Regions from separate parts of the Zea mays genome. Here region 1 is linked to region 2. The links are chromatin contacts, called in public Hi-C maps. All regions are on one chromosome and are shown on one strand. The core of a region is the stretch at or near the end of the contact, and the rest is flanking DNA. Distances in the headings are between cores, read along the strand shown. Region 1 holds the start of LOC100383080. Region 2 holds the start of LOC100285935.

Evidence for each region. A called contact is a pair of places that touch in the nucleus more often than the background predicts.
Region 1: a contact with region 2 is called in a Hi-C map of ear, with 1.6 times the contacts expected there. The contact joins the promoter of LOC100383080 here to the promoter of LOC100285935 in region 2. A contact is called at or near these places in 4 of 25 Hi-C or Micro-C datasets (bundle sheath, ear, leaf and 1 more).

Annotation. Positions count from the first base shown.
Region 1 is chr8:17,453,593-17,460,155 of Zm-B73-REFERENCE-NAM-5.0, forward strand. It overlaps LOC100383080, which reads left to right and starts at 4,490. Exons shown (of 2, transcript NM_001358030.1): 1 at 4,490-4,744; 2 at 4,889-5,586. The coding sequence starts at 4,601. The coding sequence ends at 5,380.
Region 2 is chr8:17,295,614-17,302,056 of Zm-B73-REFERENCE-NAM-5.0, forward strand. It overlaps LOC100285935, which reads right to left and starts at 5,056. Exons shown (of 4, transcript NM_001366736.1): 1 at 4,320-5,056; 2 at 4,148-4,237; 3 at 3,969-4,036; 4 at 3,547-3,852. The coding sequence starts at 5,012. The coding sequence ends at 3,723.

The DNA.
Region 1 (6,563 bases), core at 3,240-5,739, 160 kb after region 2:
TACCATTAAGGTTGTAGATAGTTAACGATATATTTTTATTCCTGATGTTCTTGACCTACGGTGCATTTTTGCTAAACATTCAACACAAATATCAATGTATATATCTTCAAATTAACAAGAGAATGAAATAGTCAGATACAACACAACCCCCTTATCTCAGAAGAGAATAGGAAAAGGTTGACTAAAAGACTAGGAAAGAATACCTAAAACAAGCTAATATATTTCAAAAGTCTAGATCATGTAACATGTGGTTATTCAATTGGCGATGGCAATATGGTAGTTAGATGGTTGTTATAGCATTGCCAACAACCGATGGTTGTTATAGCATTGCCAACAACCCAACATGTTCAAATCAGGGTATGTTATGTACCATGTTAATTGAAACTGACTATTTGACATTCATATTGTTAAGTGTGCTTATGGCCATGAGCACCAAATCTGTGGAAACAGAGCAGATTATCTGAATTAGTATTGGAATATGTGAATGATCATCATTTGCTCGATGTGATGGTGTAGTTCTATAACAGATTAGTCATTGATGATGCATATTAGTGCTATTAGATTGTGAACGACCTTGATTTGATTTTGCTAAGTGTTATCTATGCTTTTGTTTCGGGACTTCAGAGTGTTGCCTATGCTTTTGTTGGGTATCCTGTTTATTATTGATGAGCTATCACCCAAAAGTTCCTTTTTTTAATTCAATCTGAGCTTCAAGATTACCCTTGTATGCATCCAGTTTATTTCTACTGGAATAGATTGATGATCTATCATTTGAAGTTCATTTGTTAGTTCAATTTGAGCTTAAATATTAGTAGATTACCCTTGGCTGCATCCAGTTTATTTCTTCTAAAGTAGATGGACTCAGTGATTGGAGTAAGTTGTAAGTGGTTGGGTTCTTCTCTACTCCTATAAATATCTACTAATATAAAGCAGGAGATTCAAATTTCCAGTTAAATTAAAAATGTGCACAAGATAAACCATAAAACAGCTAAAATGTATATACCCACAAGGCCACACTTTATTTCCAGTTGTTTGACGATCACTGATCACACTTCCCCTATAGGCGCAAATACGTGTCTGAAAATCGGTAGATGAGGTGCTCGACTCCGCCACCGCCGAAGCCCATTACTCCGCACTTCGTCTGGACGACCTCAACATCTAGGCTTCCGCCACGTCATACAAGAAATAAGTAACAACGTTTTACCTTGAGAATGGCCACCAGGAGCCCTTCGTCTTTGGTTGGTATATATACTTTTGATTGATTGGTTGGTTGGTTGATGAGTATGGCGTAACCTGTTGGTCGACCCATCCATGCAACAATGGGAAAACTGAAACATTTATGCTATTTTGCATGCACTGTGATTATTTAAATGGCTTCATTTGAAAAAAGGGTTTTATGAGAGAAATCATGAAGAGAAAAATGATGAGAATTCAGACAGCGACCTTGCATTCACTGGTGAGATTTTATTATATGTTGTAGCATATTTTACTTCGTTGGTTTCATGTTTTCGAGGAGTTTGTAGACTGACTTCGAAGTTCCAATGAGGTTCATTGTGACTGGAAACTCAGTACGGCAGTAACACACAACCTTATGATAGGAGCTCCAATAATCTGCACAGTCAGGTGCATGTGCATTGGCCAGATTTCAGATTTGGCAGGTTTGGGTTTGCATAGCTTATTTAGGAGTCTATGCAGATGATTAGATTTGCTGAAAAATAAAGGTAACTCCATTCACACTCGATGGTGCTTTGACACCACCCTTTCTTTTCTTTTTATGAGAATGCTTCACTACCGTCTACTACGAGTAACAGCATGGAATCTTTACCAATACTACAATACGTGTAGATGCTTGTGTTGATTATAGCTTCTCATTATCGTTTTGAGCAACAAATTTACCGCATGTGTCATGTTTTATATAGTTCCTCAATCTACCCACTCTGTCGCCCTATTTGACAGCTCTTTGTAAGAAACTAAGAATATCATATAAATACAATGTGTGTATATTGTGATATTGACTTGCAACTAATATCGTTCTTGTGTCTATGCTTTATGATTATGTTGTCCTACATCTACAGCTGGGCACGTATTTTATGAGAAGCAGGGGAAGATCAATGAAGATTATAAGAAGTTGTAGGATGGATGGTTGGATAATGGGGACAAAGTCCCTCCCGCTGAATTTGCTAAGGTAATAAGGGCCCGAATGATGGGCACTCCTATAATTAAACTATATCCTTCATCTTTATGATTCTTTTCGCCTATATCTGTCTCGTTTTATTGCTACTATATTGTAGGTTAAAAGAGAAGCCTATGAAGGAGCTGAGAAGAATGAGTTAAATAAAATGGAACCATACCCTCTTTTGCTTTTTTGTTGTTGCCTGTTAACACATCTGAAATTCTGAACTAACATAGAATATTGAGGTCGATAATATATGCGATGTTTATTTTTATATAATCATTGTGTACTAACATTTTGTCGTAAAAATAGATTAGTGTATAAGATGTCAACATATTAGTTTATGATTAAATATTATATATTTACTCTTCAGAAATAATTTGTACGATATTAATAATGTTCGTTCGACATTGTAATATATTTGGATCGATGTATTTATAATAATATTGTATATTTATATCGTGACCATTGTACTGACGTTGTCTGTCACCAGGGTCCTCAGTCGTTGGAGGCTCGTCAATTTGCGTTCCGTGGCATCGCACGGGCATTTATCTAGTGAAGCAATAAGAATGAGTCTGCCTTCGGTTTGGTCGGTTTGGCCCATTCCGGGCCTAGTTCTAGGTAGAATAAATCAGTCTAGGTTAGAATCCGGTCTAGTATATTAGTAGTGTTCGTTTTAAACTAGGCCAGAAACAATCTTACCTTTACCTGATTTCAACTCACATCTTTCAATTCTCGGTCTGGAACGAGTCTAGGTGGTCTGTCTTCTGGATTGGTTCCTAATCTAAAAATGGGCTGGTGACCAGGAATGAGTAACAAGCCATGTTCCACTCGATCCTAGGCTAACTTGGTTACCGGTCTGGCTTGGATATCGGCCTGCCGAACGGGGCCTGATTGAATAGTGAATTATCTAGAAGTTGTGAGCATGCGACCTGCAATCAGTGATGACTGTGAGTGTGAGTCCGGCTCCGTGCAACGGTGCACCTTCAAATAGCGCCCTAGTGGCATGCGGTGTCTCTTCCATTTCTGTGGAATTCAGTAAGATGACAACCTACTATTATATTAGATGTTGGTCCCTTCTCCTTTTTGACCCCCATCGGTCACCTCTGAGGCATGGGCCTAGGGCCGACCCTGCCCCATGGCAGTGGCGTAGCTAAGGGATATGGGATATGCCAGGTATGTTATGCCATACACATGTATCCAGCATGTATATATATAGAGAGTAAATGAAAAAATATCTAAAATTGTTCAACATAGAAAACTATTACACTAATTATCTTGTAGCTTGTGATTTTTTTGAGTTTAGGTCTATGGCCACAGGACCTATCTAACGAATTCTTTGGATGACCTGCTAACATACAAAATCATAAAATTGACAGTCCAACATTCGGTTACTTAGATTTTTTAACGGATGCGACTCGTGAGTCGCGAGTGTGTGTAGACTTAAGTCAAGACATGGATTATGTATCTTTGAAGATCTCTCGGCTAAAAAATTAGACAAGTCTCCTTTTCATAACCTACACTACATTTTATAAACTATCAGTATAACTTTCCATCTATTTTATATTATAGTTTGTGAACATTTTTATCTTAGTTTTTAAATTTAAGACTTATTGTTATTTTTAACTTAAACTTTGAATATAAGACTTATTGTGTGTAATTTAGTGTATGTTGAAATTTTAAAACTATTACTGAATTATTAAATGGTTTAATGGAAATAGTTTGATCAGATGTATATGTAAGTTGTAAATTTTAGTTGGCGTACCCTACGCCACTGTGCCTCATGCATGGGTAACCTACATCCGATTTGACATCCACAAATAGATTGATCGATGCGCCATGAAAAGTGTCTGCGGGATGAAAGGTCTTCAACTCTACACGCTAGCAGTAGTATTTAGTCTTGAGTTCGATTGGCAAATAGAAGATCCATTCATCAAAGCCATTTCAAGCTTTGATTCTGAGGCCGTGCAGCTAGCTCATTGTCGCACCATGAACAAGCTAGGTCGCTAATCAAGAAAGCTGTCATTCTCCCTTCCCTTCTTCAGTACGCAGGGGAACGAGCGAGGTCGAACAAGGGATAGGGTTAGCTCACCACCCCTGCCGGGCTGCCGGCTGCCACTACAGATTCAGTTTCCACGTGGCGGGACGCCAGTGGTCGGATAAGGGATAGGGTTAGCAGCTCATCACTCCTGAAACCCAAGGAGCGCCACACATGCCTGAGCCATATCACGCCTGCAGGCCCCATGCATCCATGCGTGCACAGGATTTCCTCCTAAAGATCGATCGCAGACTTTACTTAGGCCGTCACAAGCAGGAGACCCTCCTCAGCTAGTACCTACCGGCCAGTAGTCGTCGCGTCTGCAGGCAGATCTGAGTTAGCCGGCGGATCCGATCCGTGCGCGTGCTGCTGTGTGTGTGTCGGTGGAGATGGCCACAGCTTACGCTCCCATGGCGAGCCAGGTGATGAAGAGCAGCCTCGTCGTGCACTCGAGGCCGAGGGGCCTGTCAGGCGCTGCTGCGCTCACGAGGCGGCCCGGCCGGTTCACCGTCAAGGCCATCCAGCCCGAGAAGGTCAGTAGACAAGAAAACAAAAGAAGAGCGCGCGAGAATTTGTGCATGCTGCTAGTGCTATCCATTCCGATCCAGAGCTCGTCTCTAGCTCTAGCTAGCTAGCTAGCTTACTGCTCTACTCGATTGTTCCGTACACGCATGCAGGCAACGTACCAGGTGGTGCAGCCCATCAACGGCGACCCGTTCATCGGCAGCCTGGAGACGCCGGTCACCTCCAGCCCGCTCGTGGCGTGGTACCTCTCCAACCTCCCGGCCTACCGCACCGCCGTGAGCCCGCTGCTGCGGGGCGTCGAGGTCGGCCTCGCGCACGGCTACCTCCTCGTGGGGCCCTTCGCGCTCACGGGCCCGCTCCGCAGCACGCCCGTGCACGGCCAGGCCGGCGCGCTCGGCGCCGCCGGCCTCGTCGCCATCCTCAGCGTCTGCCTCACCATGTACGGCGTCGCCTCCTTCAACGAGGGGGACCCGTCCACGGCGCCCACGCTCACGCTCACCGGCAGGAAGAAGGAGGCCGACAAGCTGCAGACCGCCGACGGCTGGGCCAAGTTCACCGGGGGGTTCTTCTTCGGCGGCATCTCCGGCGTGCTCTGGGCCTACTTTCTCCTCTACGTGCTCGACCTCCCCTACTTCTTCAAGTAGAAATCATCAAAGATGCGTATATATATAGCTCCGGCCGATCCTCCTCTCTAGCTGCATGGTATGTAGGTGGTGTGGTCCTTGTTTCATTTCACTCCAGCGGTGATCAGCGCCGTGTATAAATGTAATTCCTCTGCTTTGCACATGGATGGATTGGGATGTAACCTGTTCAACTTTTTTTTACCTTATTGGATGCATCATTCAGAGCTAGTTTGTTAACCTCATTTTTTCAAAGGATTTCCATTTTCCCAAGAAAAATTAGTTCATTTTCTCTTAGAAAAATAGAAATCACTTAGGAAATTAGAGTTCTCAAACTAGCCTTCATAGAGTTTTTTTTCCTCCACCTAGCTAAATGCCTTCCCTATCAATAGAGCGTTCAAATGGTAATACAATTCTGTAGAAACATACAATTAGTAACGCGTCGACCACAAAATATTCAAGTGATGATATGATTTCCCTGGAGACCAGGAGGGATAAATAGTCCACTCCCATCTTTAAGGATTAGTTAGAACCATATCATGCATTATAAATATCAAAAGTTTGGATTTCTGCCATTAGTATTCGTCTATATAGAATAATACTGCAACAATTCCATGTTGCCCCAAACATGCTATGTTCTATGGATCCAATGATATTGGATCGACAGTTAGACATTTCATATGGTCCAAAATATCTACTTGTTCACGTTATCCATCTCATTGACACACAAACCTTAATTACACATCATCTCCTTCCTCTCCTTTCACATTCTTCTCCTCCATCTCCACTGAAAGCATATAGATCCCTAATTTAGTTTTCATGATTATTAGCGATATAAGCATTATGACTAACATGTGTTTTACAGTAGCATTACTTTAGTGATGTCATAATGATATTGGTTGATTGGCTACCAATAGTTTTTATGCTCCTATTGATTGAATTCATTTAATTTTACAAAGGATGAGTGCAAAGATTAAGGACCGACTAGTTCTAAATGTCAATGGTGTCAAGTGATGGATTAGCAAAGATTAAGGACCGACTAGTTCTAAATGTCAATGGTGTCGAGGGATGGATTAGTGATAGAGTCTTTGTTTTTTCTTTAGTCGTCCTATAAGGGGTATGGACTTTTAACTTGACCCAGTAAAATCTAGTGAGCGGATACGTTGCGCACTTGCAAAAATTTGTCCTAGGTAACTCAAAAGAAGTC
Region 2 (6,443 bases), core at 3,806-6,305:
GTTCGATCCCTAGGCAGCCACGGTTTGATTTTTTTCTGCGCGCGGAAAACTGCTGTGCGGGATTGGACGGCTGAGATTGTAGAACGGTAGAATGGACGGCTGAGATCGCAGAATGGCAGAACACAAAAAGGCAGGCTACTATTGCTAACTTAGTAAGTAGTAGAATAAACACATATAGGTGGGTGCCCGTGCGTTGCAACGAAAACATTTAATATCATGATAACTTATGAATAAATGTGTGTTATACTGTTATGTGAAAATGTTTCGTAATTAATTTGTGATCCTAGCCATACATAATTTTTGTTATTTCAATCTAACTATTTCATCACTACATTGCAACCAACAGTACCGTGCAGACTTCTATACATGATAGCTGAATGCCCGTGCGTTGCAACGAGAATATATAATACCAGTATACTACGATAACTTATATACAAAATATGTGTTATACCGTTATGAGAAAATGTTTCATAATCAATTTGTGATTCTGGCCATACATAAATTTTGTTATTTATAATCTATCTGTTTTACCACTATATTGCAACCATCAGTATCATGCAGACTTTGATATATATCACGATTTGTATGGTCTCATTATTGGAGAGCACGTTTCACACATACCGGAAGAAATTCTCTCGTACATCGTTAGTCATTGGATACGTACCACCATACGCTTTTGCTTAAACAAAAAGGTAAGTGTGTGTTTGCAAGACTAATGGTCAAACATCGTATAACCACAAAGTTAGAATACTATATTAATATATTAAATAAATTAATCCAATAGACATAGATTAACCCAATTAACATAGGATAAATAAATATCTAATTATAAAAGTATGAAACATGGTATAATCAATGTTGTTACTGCGTAGTAAATATTCATACGAGACTAACACAACTGGAACGATTCAATTTGGAATTAAAATGGGGAAGTTACGAATTCCCAAAGTTTCTATGTATTTGATATAGGATTAATTAGGAAATCAATTTTATTGTTGTTTTCATGACAAAACAGAGGTATTATGTGATAAAAATAATATTATAGAATTATAGAAATTGGAATGAACTCATTTAGATTTAATATGAAATTTCCATGAATTAAATGGGTTTCTACAATTATTTTTAAATTAAAAATCAATTTCTAAACTCATTTTCCCTATTTTCTTTATTTCCTGAACTGCGTCCCAAATTCTAGAAAGATCAGGGGCCAAGCTATAAATGTTTTTCTAGACTCAGTGAGCATACAGAGTGAACAGTGGGTTAAACACAAACGACGTTTTAGTTGAAGTTGTACATAATTCAACATGAGTCATGTTGGCTAGAGGGTGGAAGGCTAGGCATTCTGCTCAATAGATCCAAGGTTTGATCCCTAGGCAGCCACAGTTTGATTTTTTTTCTGCGCGCGGAAAACTGCTGTGCGGGATTGGACGACTGAGATTGTAGAACGGTAGAATGGACGACTGAGATCGCAGAATGGCAGAACACAAAAAGACAGGCTACTATTGCTAACTTAATAAGTAGTAGAGGTATTCATACGAGACTAACACAACTGGAACGATTCAATTTGGAATTAAAATGGGGAAGTTACGAATTCCCAAAGTTTCTATGTATTTGATATATGATTAATTAGGAAATCAATTTTATTGTTGTTTTCATGACAAAATAGAGGTATTATGTGATAAAAATAATATTATAGAATTATAGAAATTGGAATTAACTCATTTAGATTTAATATGAAATTTCCATGAATTAAACGGGTTTCTGCAATTATTTTTAAACTAAAAATCAATTTCTAAACTCCTTTTCCCTATTTTCTTTATTTCCTGGACTGCGTCCCCAAATTCTAGAAAGATCAGGGGCCAAGCTATAAATATTTTTCTAGACTCAGTGAGCATACAGAGTGGACGGTGGGTTCAACACAAAAGACGTTTTAGTTAAAGTTGTATACAATTCAACATGAGTTATGTTGGTTAGAGGGTGGAAGGCTAGGCATTCTACTCAGTAGATCCAAGGTTCGATTCCTAGGTAGCCACGGTTTTATTTTTTTTTTCTGCGCGCAGAAAACTGCTGTGCGGGATTGGACGGCTGAGATTATAGAACGGTAGAATGGACGGCTAAGATCGCAGAATGGCAGAACACAAAAAAGGCAGGCTACTATTGCTAACTTAATAAGTAGTAGAGATTACTAGCAGTCAATGGAAGTATAGCTTATGCCGATTTTGAATTCCTTTGTGCGAAAGAACTGTCTCTCTGCCTTCACAAGTTCATATCTTCTGCTGCTACGGTTGTAAACATAAAACAACATTGTCACATTGCTGATCTGTTTCAGGTATATGGGTTTCCGCAAGACCATTGCTTTGGACAGAAAGAAGCTCGTTGAGCTCTTGGACCTTTTCCAAGGACGCGCTCTATCTTGGGACGAGTTCTCAGGCGCAGTGAAGGAGGCGCACAAGAGCCGCACGGGGCAACCTACGGATAGAAAGGCCATCCCTGGCCAGCCCAAGGAAGAGGACTATTTCTACGCTAACCCTCAGGAATGCCTTGGCTCTAGTATCCTGACAGCTCGTCCTGGGAACCCGTTGCCAATGAATAATGGCGCCTCGACGACTGTAGTATAGCCTGGGTTTGTCGACACCGTCACTTCTTCTGTACAGCTGACCGAAGGTCCTCTCTTGCCTAGTACAGCCAGATTTTTCTCACAGAATAAAGCAGAAAGAAAGAAGGTGGGAACCTCTGGGTTCAGAAAGAAGAGATGCCGCTCGTGCATCCAGTCCGCTCCTTCTCTGCCATCTGCCGTAGTTGCTGTAACAACCCTTTCGTTTTCCTATCAGTTTTTTTTTTCTTTTCATTCCATTGTTCCCAACTCGTCCTTTTACTGTTCCAGTTTTGAGTTTTCACTTCTTCTAGGTTGCATTAGCTCTCTCTGCTCATGTGAAAGTAGTTCATTTTTTCCCCTGGAAGTTTATTGTACCAGTAAGCAATCATTCAAGATTCACAACAACATTCTGACAACATTACCCTTGACTTGATCAAATTATGGCGATGGAGCAATTGCTTGGTTCCTATGGATTTTAACGTCCATGGTGTATAGAAACTGTCGACGTGGTTGTTGCCGTTGGTCTGTAGGTACGGGTCGGCTGATCCCGACTTGGCTTGCACTTGCACGCCCGTCTCGATCAGATGGCATTGATCATTCGGCTGTTTTGTACGTAGCACCAGAAAGGAATGCGCTCTGGAAATTTGCAATCTTTTAACCGCTCTCGTTCGGCGTGGACGAGTTGCCTTTTGTCCGTGCAAGTTCTGCGGCGTTGGCCGCTGGGCGTTGCCTTCTGAACTAGAAGAGGACACCAGGGCATGGCCTCGTAATCTCTCATAACATTACACCAGCAAAAGACGGGAGATGGGCGGCGGAGGGAGAATGCGCCGCACCGCACGCTGTGAATCCGATCGCGGACGATGAAAACAACGCTGACGTACGTAGACATGGCCGGCGTCGAGAAATCTGTGCCACAGTAATAAATCAAACCTACATCATTAGACACAAGGTAGGATCTGCACATTGCCACCCTCTTGAATTTCAAAACAAGCCAGCCATGGAGAAAAACAAAAACAAAAGGCGGCAGCGCCTCCTCTCCACTCTACAAACAAACAAGAACGCCGGAAACAAAAGGCGGCAGCCGAGCGAGCTATAAGCTGTTTGGCTTGGGCGCTGCCGTTGGAGGTCAGGCGGCGGTGGAGGAAGGGCGCAGCAGGAAGTCGAGGAGGACTCGGTTGAAGAGCTTGCTGTCCTCCTGCTGCGGCAGGTGCCCCGCGTTGGGGATCACCTTCACCGTCGCCTTCTCCCCGAGCTTCCTGCGCACACAAATACACTCCATGATATCAGTTGACTTGCGTTGGATTGGAAAACCAAAAGTGACTGAGTGAGTGAGTGAAGAAACGGACAGCTCCGAGCAGAAGGGACAACTTACTCTTTCACCTTGTGCGCTTTGTCCACCGGGAAGATCTGGTCGAACTCTCCCCAGATGATGAGCACCTCCTGCAGTTAGTTCATCGATGTGCTCGTGTTCATAGTACATTCCGTATTTCCGTAGTCGTAGCGACCTGATCGGTGTGCATGCTCTGGTGGTGTTCAGTGGTGAGTACGTACCTGAGGCAGCGGAGCAAGCTCGAAGCCTTCTCCGGTGGCGATCCCTCTGATGAGCGCCATCTTCTCCTCCCTCTTGTCCGCGAAGTATCTCTGCATACATGTGCATAAATGCGCACGGTTTGAATACAATCGAAGCCGGCCGGAGCATGTCGCGAGGCGAATGTGCGCATACCCGGAGCATGTCGCGGAGGAGGCACTCGGGGACGTACTTGACGGGGCGGTGGGCGCAGACCGCCATGAGGCGGCGCAGCGCCCGGGTGTCGGCGGGCGCCAGCAGCTCCGCCACCTCCGCCACGCCGCTCCTGGCCGCCAGCGCGCGGTCGTCCTCGGCGCCCTTGCACGCGTCCGAGTCGCACAGCACCACCTTGCCGACGCGAACGCCGCCGCCTTGCCGCTCCAGCTCCCGGGCGAGGTGGTACGCCACGAGGCCGCCGTAGCTGGTGCCCACCACGTGCACGGTGCGGCCGGCGCCGAGGCCCGGGAGGTGCTGCTGGCCCGGGCCCGCGAGCAGCGCGGCGAGCGCGGCGGCCTGGGAGGCGTCGGACCGCGCGGGCGCGCGCGTGCCGGACGCCCCGAAGAAGAGCAGCGTCGGCACCACCAGGCGGAAGTGGCGCGACAGCGGGCCCGCCTGCGCCGCCCACTGCCACGTCGGGTCCGGCCCGAACCCGTGGATCAGCACCACCACCGGCTGCCGCTGCTCGGAGTCGGAGTCGGAGGGCGGCGGGCGGAGGAGGGACGGGTGGGCCCAGTAGTGGATGACCGTGTCGTCTTCGGCGTTCACCGTGGCCGAGCCCGGGCGGAGGCCGGCCGACCGGAACATGCGGCGGAACACCGCGTCGAGGAGGTGCACTACGCCGAAACCCATTGCTCCCTGGACCTCCTCACCTGCCTCAGGGTCAGGTCTCTCTGTTCACGCCACATTCTTCTCTTCTTTAGTGGGGTACTGGGGTCCTTCTTTTGTTGGTGAGCGAGCCCTTTTTCTGTTCACGTTAAAAGGACACCGACCGATCCAGCTTTGGCAATTGCAGGCGTGCCCCACCTGTCATTGGCCAAAACATCTACGCAGTGGGTTTCTAGAAGGTTTGTTCGCAGTTGTTGGGTCGTCAAAGGTGAAGTGTGGGTATGGTGGAGTCGTGTGTCTCACTCTCACCTATCACCCAGTTAGGCTCATTGAAAGATTCTCTTCTCTAAATATTAATCCCCCTGTACTTTTCTATAACTTTTTATTTTTCTAAAAACACCTTCTAAATATATAGGACATTTCTCTATCCTTCCTTCGTATATAGAGTTTTTCTCTACTCTACTCTATCCATTTTAATACTTTAAGAAATTTGAGGACATGACAACTACGTATGTACGGTAACCTAGAGCAAAATGTATTGAATATACGCATATTTACGTATAGAAAACGAGATGAAGAGAACAATTGGAGAGAGATGAGATATAGAGTTAAGATTTTTTAGAGGAGATTATAAAAGAGATATATAGAGTAGGGATATAGAAGACGTTGCTCGAGACGATTTTATATATACTTTTGATTCTTTTGACCACCCCTACTCGTTCCATAAAGATTGTTGGTGGTATCCTGATGGGCTCTGCTAGTGCTAGCCATGGTTTTATAGAAGGTTCGCTTAACAGTTTGTTAGGACGTCGCCGAAATTTAAATTGAGAGCGAAGTGAGGTGGAGATGGAGTGGAGTGGCACCCACTTCTAAAGTTCTAATCACCCTGATTGGTTGCCACCTACCACCCGGTTGGCGAATGGTCGGTCCTGATTTTGTATTCTTACTCTCTTTTTTCTTCCTCTTTTATTTCTTTGCTTCTCATTTATTCTTATTGTTTTTTATAGAAGCTTTCCGGAAGAAATTATGTAAAAAATATACGCTGTACATGTTGTGTATATTTGCAAGATGTTGAGAAACAAAAAAGTTAAACGCTTAAGCTACTTTATTCATAAAAAATATTATGTCAAAGTTTAGTTAGAATTTTTTTTTGCTGAGAAATAGTCTGGATAATTTCTTCTGCCAACATTTATTTATGAACCAAAACAGGGTCGTAAATGTCGCGTACATAATTTGCCATGATAAATTATCTATAAAATCATGTAACAAAACCATATTAAAAATTATGATAAAACGTTATGGTGATATAGTTTTTTTTATATCGTAATATGGTAATGCAAAAAAAAAGCTGTGGTTATAACTTTGTGATCTTGTAAAAGTAGAAAGTCGCAGGAACAAATTTGTCTTGTATATTAAACTGACGAATGCGATCTGTTGGGGCTGATTAGTAGAGTG